Linked DNA regions of Mus musculus: regions 1 and 2 are each linked to region 3. A link is a contact called in public ChIA-PET and Hi-C data. All regions are on one chromosome and are shown on one strand. The core of a region is the stretch at or near the end of the contact, and the rest is flanking DNA. Distances in the headings are between cores, read along the strand shown.

Region 1 (2,700 bases), core at 144-2,643, 440 kb after region 3:
AAGGTGGCATTATGTTATTTTAAAAGTGAGAAAAGATCTACAAAAGGAAATGCCTGAGAGAATAGCTTTCCAAGTAGTGAGTATGACCACTTGTAAAAACTAAGACAAAAATTCTAGAGAATTTGAGAGAAGTATTGTGAAAGTGGAGAAGATGGTAAAAGATGTGAAGGCAGAAGACAGAAGCAGGGTCCTTACAGGTCCACGAACAAACTTCAAAACACTAGAAAATTAAGTCAAAACTGTGAGGTGCAGTTTTTCTACTACAAGTTAGCAAAGAACCCAGCGTTTGGAAGGACTCCACCGTTGAAGACGTGGGGAACCCATGCTTTCACACATTATTTGTAAGAGTGTTAATTAGTACAATAACTGAAGAGAAAATTGAGTCGTATCTCTGGAGTTGTATTCAAAGAGCATATAGTTTATCATAGCCAATTCCAATACTAAGACTCTCTCCCACAGCACATCCATAGTGAGTAGCAAGATAGTCAGTCCTTGGGATGCTGTAGTGCTATGTACAACAAAACAGCCAGGGAAGTGGGGAGGGGAGAGCTTTTAAGATCCGCCAAATAAGAGACCATATAGACTTCCGTTGTAATCAGATCTTGGTGGTTTTATTAAAGTGAGACAAGGCAAGGTCCAATGAGCTGCTCACATGCTGTTTACAATAGTTTCGCGGGACTAATAGCGATTGCCAACCCTACTCTCACACAGTATCCCCGCACTCTGTGGTTAGCATCCACCCACTCACTCCCTGAGTACCCCATCTTTTCATTAGAAATCCTTGCTTTTAGGCTTTCCCAGCCGATAGACAGGGATGTCCTCCAGGAACAAGACCAGTGTCCTGCACCCCAATGTATAGATGCCATCACGTGGGCAGGAAGAAGCGGAGTCCTGGTTCGGTGGGGAAAAGACAACTTGGGAGATATTCAGACAAATGAATTAGGGACATACATCCAGAGTCTCGCTGCAGTTAGGAGCTGACAACCTTGTGGCTTCTAGGAAGACATCAGAAAATATGGCCAAGGATAAAGGACGCTTGATAGCACCGCATTCTCTATTGTGAATGCATATCCTATCACGAATTCCCTTGAAAGTAAAAGAAGCAACTCGGGTGTGGAGGGATGCAGGAGGAAAGCCTACAGAAGGACGAGGTGATGGATGAGATTGAAGTAACTCCTACTCTAGTCAAGACAAGGCTCTGTTCCTCCCACACCTCAGGACTTGTTAGAAGGATCCAAGATAAGCAGGAGCTCCAGAGCCCCCTACTGGCAGAAAGAAAAATAAACACCCAAAGAGCACATGGCTATTGCGCCTGCGTGGCTGGCAAACGCCATGGCACACGCGCATCAACGCCGTCCTGCCCACCCGGTGACGCAAAGTGCACGTAGGCGGAGACAGCTTCTCGGCGTCTGCTGGGGTTTGCTTCCACGCGTTAAGGCTCTGTTGACGCGGACCGGCGCTGGAGAGCTGGGCGCGCGGTGTGTGGTCGCTGTCTGCCTCCGGCTACGCCACTACCTCTCCTGCGGGGCCGAGGGAGCCGTGCAGGGTAAGCGGGGCCAGCGAAATGTGCTTGGCCCGGAGGACTGACTACGGTTGGTCTCCCCACGCGCGCGAGGGACGGGGTTCCCCGTGGTGCAGTTCCAATGCCTGATACCTCCCTGGGCCCGGAGACAGCTCCGGGGGGAGGCCTCGGGGTCACTTGCGCTCTCGGTCCATTCAACTGGCTGTCTTTCCGACCCTGCTGCGTAGCCCTCGCACGTCTACAACACACCGTGGGACTCGTGAGCTATGCTGTAGGCCAAGCAGCAGGGGTCTCTGCCCGAGTGTAGCCCACAGCCCTGCCGCGTCCATTCATTCTGCTGGCTTGTGCTGACCCGCCCCCAGCAGAACCAGGCCCAGGCGCCTCCCCTTCTGCACTGGATAGCCCAACTGGGAGGCTCAGGAAACCGGGGAAACCCTGTGTTCTGATTGTGTGGAAGGTGGGAACGGTGGTGACATGGAAGAACTTACCAGGGGTCAGGGTGGTTCCACCTGAGTTGGTGTGTGGCCACAGGTGCTTCAGGTTAAAGGAGAGAGAAAGGTCCAGATGTAGACACCCAGAATGTAGGACAGGGAGTCAGTGAGAACACATTTTTATTTTAAAAGCATCAGGAAGTAATTGGTTTTGAGACAACATTGCTGAGTAGGTCACAGTGGACACAGCCCTTCACCCTGAGAGTATATCCCCCCCCCCCCAAAAAAAAATCAGTCACCTGAAAATACCTGGTCCTTTTGTGTCTCTGCAGATCCTGTGTGGTGAGGGGCGTAGGGAATGCTCATAGCCAGAATAGGAAACTCTCAGACAGTGAGGAAGGAGCTTCCCTAGGGAGAGGCAGAGGAATGTGATTACAGGATCTCTCCTGGGGTGCTGCAGAGCCATGAAGGGGGCTGAATACCTAGCGTTGAGGGGAGGTTTCCCCATCCCTGTTACCAGCGTTTTAACAATGTCCTTGAAAATAATGCAGCAAGCATAAAGGTAAGTCTGAATATTGCCCGCCCCCCTTCTCCTGCCCTGGAAGAAGTGTAGACTAAGATGGTGTGTATCTGAGTCCCATCTGGAGCCTCATGGACAGAACGAACCTGAGAGTTACACAGCTCTCTCTCTGTGTACTTAGGTCTGGAAGAACCTACTGGCCCATGCAGGCATAGCACCCTGCAAAA
Region 2 (2,700 bases), core at 85-2,584, 300 kb after region 3:
GGTACCCAGGCTTCAAAACACTTTTCTTCTCCAAGTGCCCAGATAGGGCTCTCCACAGCTCCACCCTTTCCTAGTTCTCCTAGTTCCTGCAGTTAGGTTTGGCCACTCCTTGCTTATCCATTAAAAGACTCACCAACCATTAGCAATTAATTAGCAATACCCACAACAAGCAGGGTGAGCAATTTGTCATAATCTACCCACATTTAGCAAGGTGAGTCCTAGTTAATGAGATCTCAAGGCTACCTAGGATGGCTGGTCTCCCTAATCAAGATCCATACTAGTTAGTACCTTCCTGTTCTTTTACAAACTCCTCTTTCCAAAGCCAAAACATGTTTGTATGTTTATCTTATTACCATTAGTCAAACCGATCATCAGAAGCAAAAACTGTCTCTCATCTAGTATGCACCACATCCCTTCATCACATTGCTGGTGACCAAAGAAATATTTCTAATATTTCTATCATATAAGTTAATTCCACAACTTTGAGGCTGATCTAGATATTCAAAGTACAAAATTCTGGTCACCAAGTTGAAAAGTCAATTTTAAATGTCTTCTAGTACGGTTTAAGGAGCATGCTTCATATGTGGGCTAATAGTGCATTTTGAAAGTCAGAAAGACTGGGGCCCAAAAAAAATTTTTCTTTTTAAGGATTTACTGTCAGTAACTACTGTCCCTATTACAAAAACCTGCAAGGCCGAATTCTCAGAAACACTGCCAACAATGTCAGTCGGTTCTCTACTCCACGCTGAGGAGTACAGACTGCGCGGCGTCAATAGATGCAGGAGGAGGACCTTCGCAGAAAGGAAACCCAGCATCTTTTCTGACTTCTCTTTAAGGAAAGTGAATAACAAGGAACGCGAAAGAATCGGCTGACGGCAGTGGTCAGGTGGCTGTCCCAGGAGTATCAGAGGTTCCAACAAGGACAAGTCGGGAAGATGCGTGCAACTAAAGAAAGGCAAAAGGCGTTGGCTCCAGCGGCTGGGTGGCAAGAAGGGACAGAAAAGGTCCACAGCAGCGTGAGGGAGGACAACCAGGTCCACGCAAGGCCTCGCCCCGCAGATTGTCCTGTCAGCCCGAACCCGGCTCCTGGGTCCAAGCCGGGATAATGAGGAGGGTTCTCTCCCGTGGGATGATCCCAGCCCAGGTCCTGCCTACCTGCCCTCCTTGACCTCCGGGACCTGGCCATCGTCCGTGACGACCTGCGGCCGCAGGGGCCGACGCTGCCGCAGCCCGTCCGCTTCGCTCATTCTGCCGCCTCTCCACTGACACCTCCAACAGCGCCTTGACACTCAGCAACGCGGGTTTCAGAACTACTCCCTGGCGCGAGGAAATGACGTAAACTTAGCGCCGGAGCTGCAATGCAGGCCCCGCCCCCTTTTGGAGATTGGCACAGCAGTAAGGCTCCACCCCCTGGCCCCAGCCTACAGCTGCAGGCAAATGGTGAGGGGGTCCCTCCCTCAGTGAGCCGAGTCTGGATAGTGAGGCTGTAGCGGGTCTTCCTCAAGTCCGAGTGCTGGGCGGTGAAGTCTGCAGTAACAAGCTTGCAAAGAGAAGATGCCACTGATTCTTAACGAAATGTGTTCAATGCAGTAATCCCCGCCTGAACTGTTATCTTTTCTGAAAAGATTCCGCTAAAGTTCAAAATGTGTCCTTTTGGTTAAGATCAGATTTTGACTGCTAGATCGTCAAGTGGTTATACAATAGACATTTGATAAATTTTCTAAAGGGAGTTACCTAAAGACAGGCCCAAGTAGAAAAGACTGCTAATAGCAAAACTTTAGGAATCATGAAGCAACCACCAGGTAGTGCTTCCACGGTATTACAGCGAGTCGGACATACTCCAGGAGGTGAAGTGAGCAGACTGCAGGCAAATCCCTCCTTTCTGGAACTAATGAGAGCCATGACTTCAATACATGTAAATTTTAATACAGTGGTGATTTTAAAGAGAGAAACTTGGTCTAGTGGAAGCATTTAGCCGGTGAAGGAATGTGGGGGTAGGATTGGAAGAGAAAGGGCGGACAGGAGAATTTCAGGCAGCAATAACCAAGTAGGGCATTGGGAAGGATCTCTAGGATATAGGTGCTGGATTTTGTACCTCACTTGGGATTTTACAGAAGCAAACATGCCATTATCTTTTCGGCACTAGATGGCGATAGAATGCCACCTCAATGTTCTTTTTCCTCTCGCTTGAGGGAAGTGGAGATTTCTTAACACAGTTCTGTAGGGATCTCAGGTTATATATAATCCAAGGCTTGGCAACATGGTACTTGATTCCATCATTGAAGACAGACATTATAAAGATAATATCGTGGGTAATTGTAACAACTGCTGTGTGGGTCTGGCGCCTACCTGGAGACCTGAATGGCTTCCCCTTCTGATTGCATGTCTCTGACTTTGTCATGTTACTCCTTGTTTCCTTGTGATACGTTTTTTTTTCTACCTCCACCTAAACCACTTTTATCATCCAGAATCCATCTCAAGAGTCATTGCTGAAAATCTCTCATTAACTCTCCAGAGTATCCCCGTCTGTGGGAGGCTCTGTGAACATTCCTGAGCTGTCACAAGTAGCCAGTTACATCCAGTGCCTGTTACATGGATTATGCGTATCCTATGCCCAGTGTGAAACACATGGGCCAAAACAACCCGGAACACACACACGAAGAATAAAAAAGAGTTGAATACACTGAACTTCCTACATAA
Region 3 (2,700 bases), core at 150-2,649:
GCTGAGAAACAAAAGCAATGAAAACTTACAGAAGCTTTGGTATGCGCTTCTGAAGGAAAGAACCATGCTTCTAACTCTAGAACAGGAGGCCACGTGATGAGATTGCCAATGCCAAGTCCAGAGTGGTTAGAAAAGGTTGTTGATTCCATGGATGCCTTAGATAAAGTTGTCTAGGAGAGGGAAGATGCTTTAGGCTTCTTCAGATTGGTCAAGAAAAACCAAGACCTGATGCTTGGAAAAGCATCTTTGGACGAATCGTCTGGCACAAATTCAAGCACTGGCCTATACTTTGGTGCCTAAATAAAAGATACAACAGGAGGCGGTTCTTCGCAGTGCCTTATGTGGATCGATTTATCAGACTAAGCATTGAGAAACACACCCGTATTGAAGCAAGAAAGGGAAGTTTACAGAAAAAGAAAGAAAGAATTCTCCAGGAAAAAGTTCCCACATCTCTCTCAAGACTAGAAATCAAGTACCGTCGAAGATGAGGTCCAGAAGTCCGGTTCCATTTTTTCTTAAAGCCTGTGTCCTGATGTGAATATCTGTTAAGCAGTTTATAAAGAAATGTTCTTGTCAAGTGACATCAGTTGTCCTTCTAGCTCACATGACATCTTCATTAGCTCCACAAGTAGTGCTCCTTCTACCAAACACAGGCAGAGTTCAGGTTCAATTCCCACTGAATAGGTCCTGACATCTAAGCAGCTTAATGTCCCACCATGTCTTGGTCTACATGTAATGCTGGTCGCTAGAGCAATGCTAGCAGCAAAGTCAGTTTGGAAATGCTGTTCTCACCAGTAGTGTTAAGCTGTGAAGGGGAGGAGCTGAAGATGGCTCAGTGCTTAAGAGCACTTGTTGTTCTTCCAGAGAACCCTGCACAAATGTGGAAGCTCATAACCTCTGTAACTCTAGTTGTAGGGAACCAACATCCTCCTCTGGCTTATGCAGACACCAGGCACTAACTAGTGTGGTACAGATGTCCATGCAGGTGAAATACCCATATACATAGTTGTTAGCATGAAACGAACGTGGACACTAGTAGTAAAACAGTGATTGCTTTCCCACATCAAGTAATGGTAAAAGCAGTGCTGACAGCAGCAAGTCACAACAGACAAATCCAGAACCCTTCTAGGACAGCAGTGATTTTTGTTTAGTTTTGTAGGCCTAAGGTAAAGAGCACAGGCAGTAACATTTTGTTGGAGACTGACACTGAGCTATAAGCCAAAGTTCCCCTCCCTCCTTGAGAAACTTCTGACCTTTTGAAATGACAGCTGACAGAACATCAAGATCAGATAATAGTATCTGCAAACTTTCTGAGAAAAACCACAGAAGGTTCCCTGAGCTAAGAGTAGATAATAAGTTCCCAGGCAGTTATGCAGAACACCCCTGCCCCCGGGCTGAGGCACGGGCAAGGTTCTCCCTTTTTACTTCCTCCTTCTTAGTGCTTATATTCTGTAACCTTGCTCACAATAAAGAGACCTTGACAATCATTGCTTGGTCTCGCTCGTTCTTTCTCGTCCGTTTCTCTTTCAGGCATGGCCCCCCTCGAGCCCCCGAATAACTGAGTCCTATGGGTCGGGAGAATGTTTATTAGTCAGTAAAGAGTAATTCCACCAACCCCCAGGAAAGCTGGAAAGTACTTAGTGAAAGCAAAATATTTAGCGAAAATAGGCATTCATACAAAATTATAAAATGCCATTAATAAGCATAAGTGCATTGCAAGGAAAGCACAGACTCATTTAATCTATAGAGCCAGTTAAAGCCTTAGAAAGTTTAAGTGGAAATTGAAATATGAAAACATGTACAAACATTCTACAAAAGATGGTCATCTTTTCCTGAGAGTATTAAAGCTACAGATGTGAGGTGACGGCAGGCAGGGTGGAGCCCTCAAGGGCACTTTCTTCCTCTACACTGCTTCCCTCCTTCATATTCCTGTTTGGAAATCCACATTTATTGAAAGGTACCCTGTAGCCGGGCGTGGTGGCGCGCGTGCATGCCTTTAATCCCAGCACTCAGGAGGCAGAGGCAGGTGGATCTCTGAGTTCGAGGCCAGCCTGGTCTACAGAGTGAGTTCCAGGACAGCCAGGGCTATACAGAGAAACCCTGTCTCGATTAAAAAAAGAAAAAAAGAAAGAAAGAAAGAAAGAAAGAAAGAAAGAAAGAAAGAAAGAAAGAAAGAAAGAAAGGAAGGAAGGAAGGAAGGAAGGAAGGAAGGAAGGAAGGAAGGAAGGAAGGAAGGAAGGAAGGAAGGAATAAAGGGAGGTACCCTGTAAGGTGGAAAGAAACAATAATGCCTCTCTTTTTATGAGGTGGTGATTTTCACTCATAAATGTCCTTAACTGCTAAACTATTAAACTCCTTCCTCAACAAAACAAAACAAAACAAAACAATTTTTCTATCTGTATTTTTGACTTGGCCAGTAGATCCAAGCTTATTTTTACAGCAGTTTCTCTGACTTTAGTTAGAAAACCCATGAGCTATCTAGAGAGCTTTTAAAATTTTTACTAGCAGAGAGAGCTGTCTTGACCAGAAAGCTACCTGTCTCAGAGAGTGTTTAGAATAGCAAGTAACATCTGTCTAGAGCAGAGCAGAGCAGAGCAGAGCAGAGCAGAGCAGAGCAGAGCAGAGCAGAGCAGAGCAGAGCAGAGCACCATCTCATCTGGAAAGTCATCTCAGCAGAACATAGGCCACGCAGCTGTCAAG

Evidence for each region. Hi-C and Micro-C count contacts between places; a contact is called where the count stands out from the background. ChIA-PET counts read pairs in DNA pulled down with a chosen protein or histone mark.
Region 1: a contact with region 3 is called in an RNA polymerase II ChIA-PET map of memory CD8 T cells, with 9 read pairs. The contact joins the promoter of Entpd6 here to the enhancer-like site in region 3. A contact is called at or near these places in 5 of 39 promoter capture datasets (the C10 cell line, embryonic stem cells, hematopoietic stem and progenitor cells and 2 more), 1 of 484 Hi-C or Micro-C datasets (CD4 T cells) and 2 of 115 datasets of contacts at active chromatin or transcription factors (bone marrow-derived macrophages and memory CD8 T cells).
Region 2: a Hi-C map of B cells shows a contact between it and region 3, with 21 read pairs. The contact joins the promoter of Apmap here to the enhancer-like site in region 3. A contact is called at or near these places in 1 of 39 promoter capture datasets (liver), 1 of 484 Hi-C or Micro-C datasets (B cells) and 2 of 9 other capture datasets (adipose tissue and liver).

The regions. Positions count from the first base shown.
Region 1 is chr2:150,747,688-150,750,387 of GRCm38.p6, forward strand. It overlaps Entpd6 (ectonucleoside triphosphate diphosphohydrolase 6), which reads left to right and starts at 1,394. Exons shown (of 14, transcript NM_172117.5): 1 at 1,394-1,546.
Region 2 is chr2:150,607,233-150,609,932 of GRCm38.p6, forward strand. Apmap (adipocyte plasma membrane associated protein) reads right to left here and starts at 1,335. Exons shown (of 9, transcript NM_027977.3): 1 at 1,156-1,335. The coding sequence starts at 1,247.
Region 3 is chr2:150,306,037-150,308,736 of GRCm38.p6, forward strand. It overlaps the pseudogene Gm14125 and a transcript of 3300002I08Rik not described here. Among named protein-coding and RNA genes, the nearest start is that of Gm10130, 4.1 kb to the right of the region's middle. Within about 2 kb of position 1,400, at least 27 of the 459 cell types and tissues checked have an H3K27ac peak or open chromatin away from gene starts, as enhancers often do. A contact at or near this core is called in B cells and memory CD8 T cells, where this site is marked.